Regions from separate parts of the Anser cygnoides genome. Here region 2 is linked to region 1. A link is a contact called in public Hi-C data. All regions are on one chromosome and are shown on one strand. Each heading gives the region's core, a stretch centred on a gene start, on an enhancer-like site or on the middle of the called end of the contact. The rest is flanking DNA. Distances are from core to core; before and after follow the strand shown. Region 1 overlaps INHBA (inhibin subunit beta A). Region 2 has its middle 140 kb from the start of INHBA.

Region 1 (3,226 bases), core at 357-2,856:
ATAGTGTTGTCCTACCACTGCTAGCCAAATTAATTGAAGAAGACATGCTATGGAGCTGCGCGGCCGCATGCCAGGGCACAAGTTGTGTACCCATGCCTTTTCTTCCCTGCTTTCTCCTCCACCTAAGCCCATCCTGGAAGCTGAGGCAGGAGGGCTGCTCCAGCCCTGCATCCCATATCTGCCAGGCTTTTATTTGGGAGGAGCTTTCAGCAACCTAGAAACTGAGTTCCAGGGTTTGGGCTTATAATGGAAATGTTGACTCCAGTCTGTGGACTTCAAACTGCTGATACATATATTTTTCACCTGGAGCCGCTTGTAGCTGTTGTCTTGCTAACACTGGTGGATCCACCATGCTTTACAGGTGCCAGTGCTGCAACGCATGAGTGAACTTCACCTGGGCTCTCTTCCACTCCCACACCAGCAGTATTGTGCGTCGAATATTAAAGCAGTATTATTTTTCCTGTTGAAGAAATTGAGGCAAAAAGAAGGCAAATGACATGCTGGGTAGGAATTAAAAGGGAAAAAAAAAAAAAGACTGGAACAGAATGTAGCCACATGGACAGTCACCAGTGTTTGGTCTGTAGTATCTGGGAGGAGTATGGATAAGTTTAAAGCACCAAGCAGGAGAATGAACATGTTACTCTCACAGTCAGGTTAATATTCTTTCTGCTTTTAATGTGAAACTCACTCTGTCTCAAAAGAGGGGAGTAGGAAATCAATGAAAATGAATGGAAACATCTCACGTTGTATCAAATAAATGTCTATGGAAAGAGAAATAATACTTCAGGCTTTTTGCTCCTTTGCGTATGACTTGACATAAACCAGCCATTCCCTTTACCTTTCAGAAGCCACATTTACTACTTGCCTTCATAAAAAAAAATAGTATTTCCATCCTTCATCAGCCGTATCCTCAGACATACAATGAAACGGAGTGAATGAACAAACAGTGCCCTGTGCACGTGGCTCTGGCTTGAGACTGCTCTTTTATAAGAGACCATAATTCAAGCAAGCATAGGCTACAGACAATTAGAGGGGAAACTAAATGCAGGGAACTTGTTTGAAGCACAGGTGTAGTTACGTCCAGGAAATCAGCAAAATAGTTGGCAGGTAGTTTTCACAGCTAACAAATCCAGGCAAATCTTTGCAAAACTAATGACCATGAGTATTGGGCAAAAGTTTACAAATGCACCCTACTGTCCTTTGGCACTCTTACAAGTAAAACACGAAAATGATTTTCTACTTGCATATCAAACTAAGATTACTAACCTCGATTAGTTCTGCTAGGAGGGTAGCTGTGCCAGAGCTCTGTGGGTTATTTCAAGGACTTAAAAATTGTCTTTTGAGGAGAGGGGTCATATACATTCATGACGAGCAAATCCAACAGGTTCTATAACTGAGATAGTGAGTGCTCATAAAATATGTTTGGCTACTAACTTGTTCATTATTTTAAGTAGATAGCTTATTAGGCAGACCTGGGATTTTTCCAAGTGAATTTGATCCTGGCAACTAAACTACCAATGAAATGGGTTGCTAACGTCAGCACCCGAGAAGGCAATGGGAATTTCTGGGTAGAAATACTAAAATCCAAAGGCTTATCGTTAGGAGAACTGTCAGGGGGGAAAAATCAAACAGACAAAAAAACAAAACAAAACAAAAAAACCACCAACACACGCACACAAAACCACAACAAGTGTCACAGCTATTTACACTGCTTTTACCTTTCTGTCTCCCTTCCTACTGAATTCAAGGTGAACTGGCTTAATCAGGTAATACAAACTTTTTTTTATAAGCAGATATGTGTATATACACACTCACACCTTTTCTTAGGATGATACCTACTCTTATATAGCCAGTCTGGCAGCGCAGGAGGAAAAGAATGGGCCACTTATGACTCTTTAAATCATTTCATCAATTTTCTTTTGAAAGGAAATGTATTTAATGGTATGGATATGTGTGCTGAATAAAGAATGGCCACGAGAGGGCACACTCCAAAGGCTTTTTACTCCATGCAAGGCAACCTTCCTGCAAGCTTCTATTTTACCTAATTGAACCCTGAATCCCAGAGATCTTTATGCTTATCTGCAGCTTCTCTGAGTGGAGCTCTTGTTTCTCTCTTCTCGGTTATTTAAAAGACAGAGATTCACTGGAGTGGAAGACTGCAAGTAAAAAAAAATGCAGTGGAAGGAAATAGGCAAAGGGGAAAAAGATAAAACTGATAAACTGATGGATGCTGGAAGTTCTGGATATCTGGAGAGATCAGAAATGATCATTATTATTTTTACAAGATACTGAGAAATGTGACCATGAATCATCATCTGAGCTGATTTTCTCACATCTTTTTTTCTAATGCAGTCTCCTTGGCTTTCAGAAAACAAGTCTCGTTCCCCCCAGTTTTGGTGTTGCCTTTTTTTTTTTTTTCTTCTTTTTTTTTTTTTTCTTGGCTTTGGCATACTTTATCGAAGATTTGAAGTTTAGCAAATGAAAGCAAGTTACTTCCAGAAGAAGAAAGCCATTCTGAATTAATCTGTTTCATTGTAACAAAATGTGAGAATTGAAGGAGGTTGGTTGCTTTGAGAACAATTTGAGAAAGCACAGACGAATCTGAGAAGGTGGGAAACAGTTTATAAAAAGATACCTGAGAGACAGAGAGAGGGACAGAAAGTACTGTATGTGTCCCTCTTTGGGTAGTCATGCATACAGTTTGGTATGCAAATCTAGCTGGAAATATATGGATATGCATTTGTTTGTATGCACGTATAAGTGGATGTATGTCCAGAGACATGGGTATGCCAGAGGAGGCACGCTTATATACCCATGCAGCTGTACCTGCAACACTGTAATGTGGACAGATTCCTGCTTGTAAGTATGTGCCTTCATGTGCCCTCCTGTGTGTGGGATATACCTACACTGCTCATGTGTACATTCCTGCACAGATTCATGCTGGGCAGTCCTTCTATCTACTTACATCTATATGAGTGTGAAAAAGCAATCTGATGTCATGCAACTGAGTGTTGCAAGATGTAATTTTGGACTGAACCTTAGTCTTCTGAAAGTAATTGGAAATTTTGCTATTCATTTCAGTATACTTGCTATTTGGGCCTTACTGCACAGAAATCAAGTATTGTAATTAAGACAGTGACAGCTTCTGATCCACTTAATTTTAGAACTTAAAGTATTACAAGTATGTACAAAAAATTATCTCTTTTGTGAAAGACAAAGACTTGAT
Region 2 (3,611 bases), core at 118-2,617, 130 kb after region 1:
TTGGTAGCTGAGGGAAAGTGGATTTGGCCAGTCAGCTACAATGAAACACAGGCAGTTGTTCTTTACTGAAGGACACATGAACCCACAGCCAGGGCAGCTATCGAGGTGAACTGATGGTTATGTGATGGTGATTTCAAATTTTGATATTCATTCTTATGCATACTTACATATACCTATTATGTACAGAAGTACAAATCAGACAATAACTCATGTGATGCGACTTGCTGCATGAAGTGTTCCAATCACTATTGTAGTCTTTTTTTTTTTTTATCGGAAATTATTTTGAATAATTTACAGATACTAAAACAGTTACAAGACCACCAAAAAAAAGCATAAAGCTGGGAGTTGGGGTTTGCCTGCTGCCCTGCAAGAGTAGGTTTGAAACCCCTCATAAAAGGGGGAATTGTCTTTGTCCAAGACTGCTATAATCACAAGCAAACGACCCCACAAGCTGTTGCATAGAAAGTAAGTTGTGGTGCTTCAGCCTTGCTTTTCACCTTTCTTACTGAGGACCAGAAGAAAGAATTTTTTTCATTCTACAAACAACACATTTTTTGTTACACTGATTGAATATCTTTCCTGACTCATTTAAACAAATACGTCCCACACATCCAAATTCAAACCTTTGAAATATTTTTTTTCCAACTATTTTGATGAAGTAGTTTATCACATAAGGTTTAACAATTAAATTATTTGCAGAATCTCATTGCTCAATTCTCCCATGCCTTAATATACAATAATGGAGAAATAAATATTAAAAAGCTTAATACTGAAACAGGGTTTGGTTCTCCAATTGAGCAAAGCTAAACTACAAAGTTTAAAGACTGTTAATAGTTTCTACTCTTACTTCTCTCTGTGTATTGCCTTAGCCCTCAAGTCTCATCTGACCTCAGAAAAAGCTCTGATGGTAGTATTAAGCAAGGTTTTCAAGGGGGAATTCTCAGTTCACTTTTTTTTTTTTTTTTGAAAGAAAGTGGCAAAAAGCAGATAAAACTTTTACACAGTCTGGATGCTCTCCCTGTATTTAATCCAGCTCCCTTCATCTAAACACACACAAAAAATCGCTGGTAACTGACACGTCAGAGCAGAGGGAGGGAAAATTGAAAGCTAAAAATGTCGTAAGCAAGGACAGTTGTACTTACTAAAACCACTCGAGAGAGCAATGGACTTTGTGTGCTACGCTGGAAGGCATGAGATAGATTTTTAACGTTTATATTGGAGCCTGTAGCATTAGGGTCAAGGCAGATGTGCAACCCAACCCTTGGCTAATATTATATTCACTGCACACACTTTAAACAGAAACAAGCATGCAGCTGCCAGTAAACCTTTAGCTCTCTGTATTTTTCTTAGTGAATTTGTTTTACCTCAGCTTCAGCACAACTTGTACAATTAATTGGTACGGTTTGTTCATTATTTATCTTCCTCATGACCATCTAGACAAATGTAAATATTGTTTCCATAGCTACCATCTGTACATTGCTTAAACTTTCCCCTGACCCAGGCATAAATTCCTACAAAAGCTTTTTCCAACAGCTTTGCACTGTCCAGAGTGGCAAATTTTCATTAGACCTCCTAAATTCAGATAACCTAGCTTTCAACACACATTCATGGATTTTTACAGATCACTGCTTATATAAAATGATGCAATGCTATTAGAGCTAACAAAGCAGGAAAAAAATATCTTGTGCAAGTTAATCGAGCTTTGTCTACAGCAGAGACCTCAGAACACGAATGGTTACACATCAGAAGCTGATATAAAAACAGTGTAGCTGAGTCCAGAGAAATACAAATGTCTGACTCAGGAATAAAGGATTGTTGGGCAGTGCATGGAATATCATATACTTCACTTCTTGAAGGTAAAAAGCAAATCCTATGTTAAATGATGTGGTGTACCAGAAAAATCGTCGTCTGAAACAAACAGGTACAGAAAGGTCACATCTCCAAACATTTCAAGGTGAGAAGCACAGGAAGTCAATCTTTGTTTGGAAACAGGGTAGCATTTGTGACACCTAAACTGTTTCATTTCACCTGAGGCAGAAATCCAAAGCTACTAAACTATGACCACAAACCACATAGGATTACAACACATCTAAGAGGTTGTGTCATAACAAGATTCTATTTTTGAATAAAGTACATGAAGTATTGAAAGGAACATAAGGGTCTTTTGTATTTTGTTAATATATGTCCTTCAATAGCTTACTAGTTATATCTAGAAACATCATACAAGAATGTAGCAATACAGGGCACATCATACAGTCAAGACTCATTTTTATCTGTTGCCAGAAACAAACTCCAAACAATAATGTATTCTTTTTAGTAAAATTTTCATTCATGTAATTATTATATCAATCTCCAAATATCATATTCTAAATAAAAATAATTTAAGTTCTTCATTTTCAAACTTTTGCCTTAAAAAAAAAAAAAAAAAGTATCCAAAGCAGACCACTGCTAATGCAAGTTGATTATATAACCCAATTCAGAAAGTCATCAGACATTACCTCTGAATTGGATTTGGCTCAGTCTTTCTGCAGACACTGAAGGCAATTCCACCTTATGAGAAGAATATCAGAGGAGCATTTTCCAGCCTAAATTTAGTCAGTTAATATCCTTTTCTTTCTGGGCCAGCAGTGTCCCTTAGCTTAAGTACTCCTTCTCTGACCCTAGCATTCATATCTGCTACACATTTATATAGATCTATTATATATTTCCCTCCAGCCTTCAGTTTATGAGGTTAAACAACAAGCTCTCTAGTTTCTCTCCTAAGGCTGCTTTTTGATCCCAACTTCCATCCTAATCGAAACAATGGAGTTGTTAACTACAACAATCCAATAATATTGTAAATTAAGACCAAGCTATTAATAAACAGGAGCTTAAGTGTAGGCTCCTAAAGCTCCATTTGGGCAGCCAGGAGATTCAGGACTGAAAAATATATAAATAGATCCCAAATTCAATGAAACTTGCTGGGAGGGTCATACTGAATTTTAAAAGGAAACAGCCTTGATGTTGCATCCTCATTTTACACCATCTTTATCATAAAAAATAAAAATTGTAATTAATCTTTATCTTTTATTATTATATTACCTTTAATATTGAAAGCATCTTTATTTTTCAAGGATGTGGACAGACTTTCTACAAACCAGGAAAAGAGACAGGAAATGAGGGATGTAATTCCTGCAGTTTATGAACTCTTTACTGCCGTGTTTCCAGGGTCTGAGTTAAATCATTGTACCAAGGAGAGAAAAACAAACCAAAACAAGCACCCACCACAACAGTGGAAAAGCCTTCTGTTTAACTCTCTTGCTTTGGCTCTGCACTACACCTCTTCTTCACACCATACTTGAATTCCAACTATTTTCATGTGACCTTCTTGCACATATCAAACCTCACACAGTCAAGAATATCACAGGAACTCTCTGCTAGAGTCACACCTAACCAGCATGAAGAGAGCATTGAAGTCCTGAGGCACAGAGTAGTGCAGCCCAACAGAAAATGTGGAGAAACGGGAGAGTATGAGGGGTTCTCTCTTTGAACCATGGTTAGATTTGGGTTTTCCCAAAGTAGCAGATATGTAGCATAGCACAGAAATCTTTACAGAGAGCAGAAATACGTAC

Evidence for each region. Hi-C and Micro-C count contacts between places; a contact is called where the count stands out from the background.
Region 2: a contact with region 1 is called in a Hi-C map of liver, with 2.9 times the contacts expected there. The contact joins two enhancer-like sites. A contact is called at or near these places in 2 of 7 Hi-C or Micro-C datasets (both in liver).

Annotation. Positions count from the first base shown.
Region 1 is chr2:60,595,510-60,598,735 of Taihu_goose_T2T_genome, forward strand. All of the region lies in intron 2 of INHBA (inhibin subunit beta A), which reads left to right. Among named protein-coding and RNA genes, the nearest start is that of INHBA, 6.7 kb to the left of the region's middle. Within about 2 kb of position 1,607, at least 1 of the 3 cell types and tissues checked has open chromatin away from gene starts, as enhancers often do. A contact at or near this core is called in liver, where this site is marked.
Region 2 is chr2:60,726,359-60,729,969 of Taihu_goose_T2T_genome, forward strand. No RefSeq gene overlaps it. Among named protein-coding and RNA genes, the nearest start is that of INHBA, 140 kb to the left of the region's middle. Within about 2 kb of position 1,368, at least 2 of the 3 cell types and tissues checked have open chromatin away from gene starts, as enhancers often do. A contact at or near this core is called in liver, where this site is marked.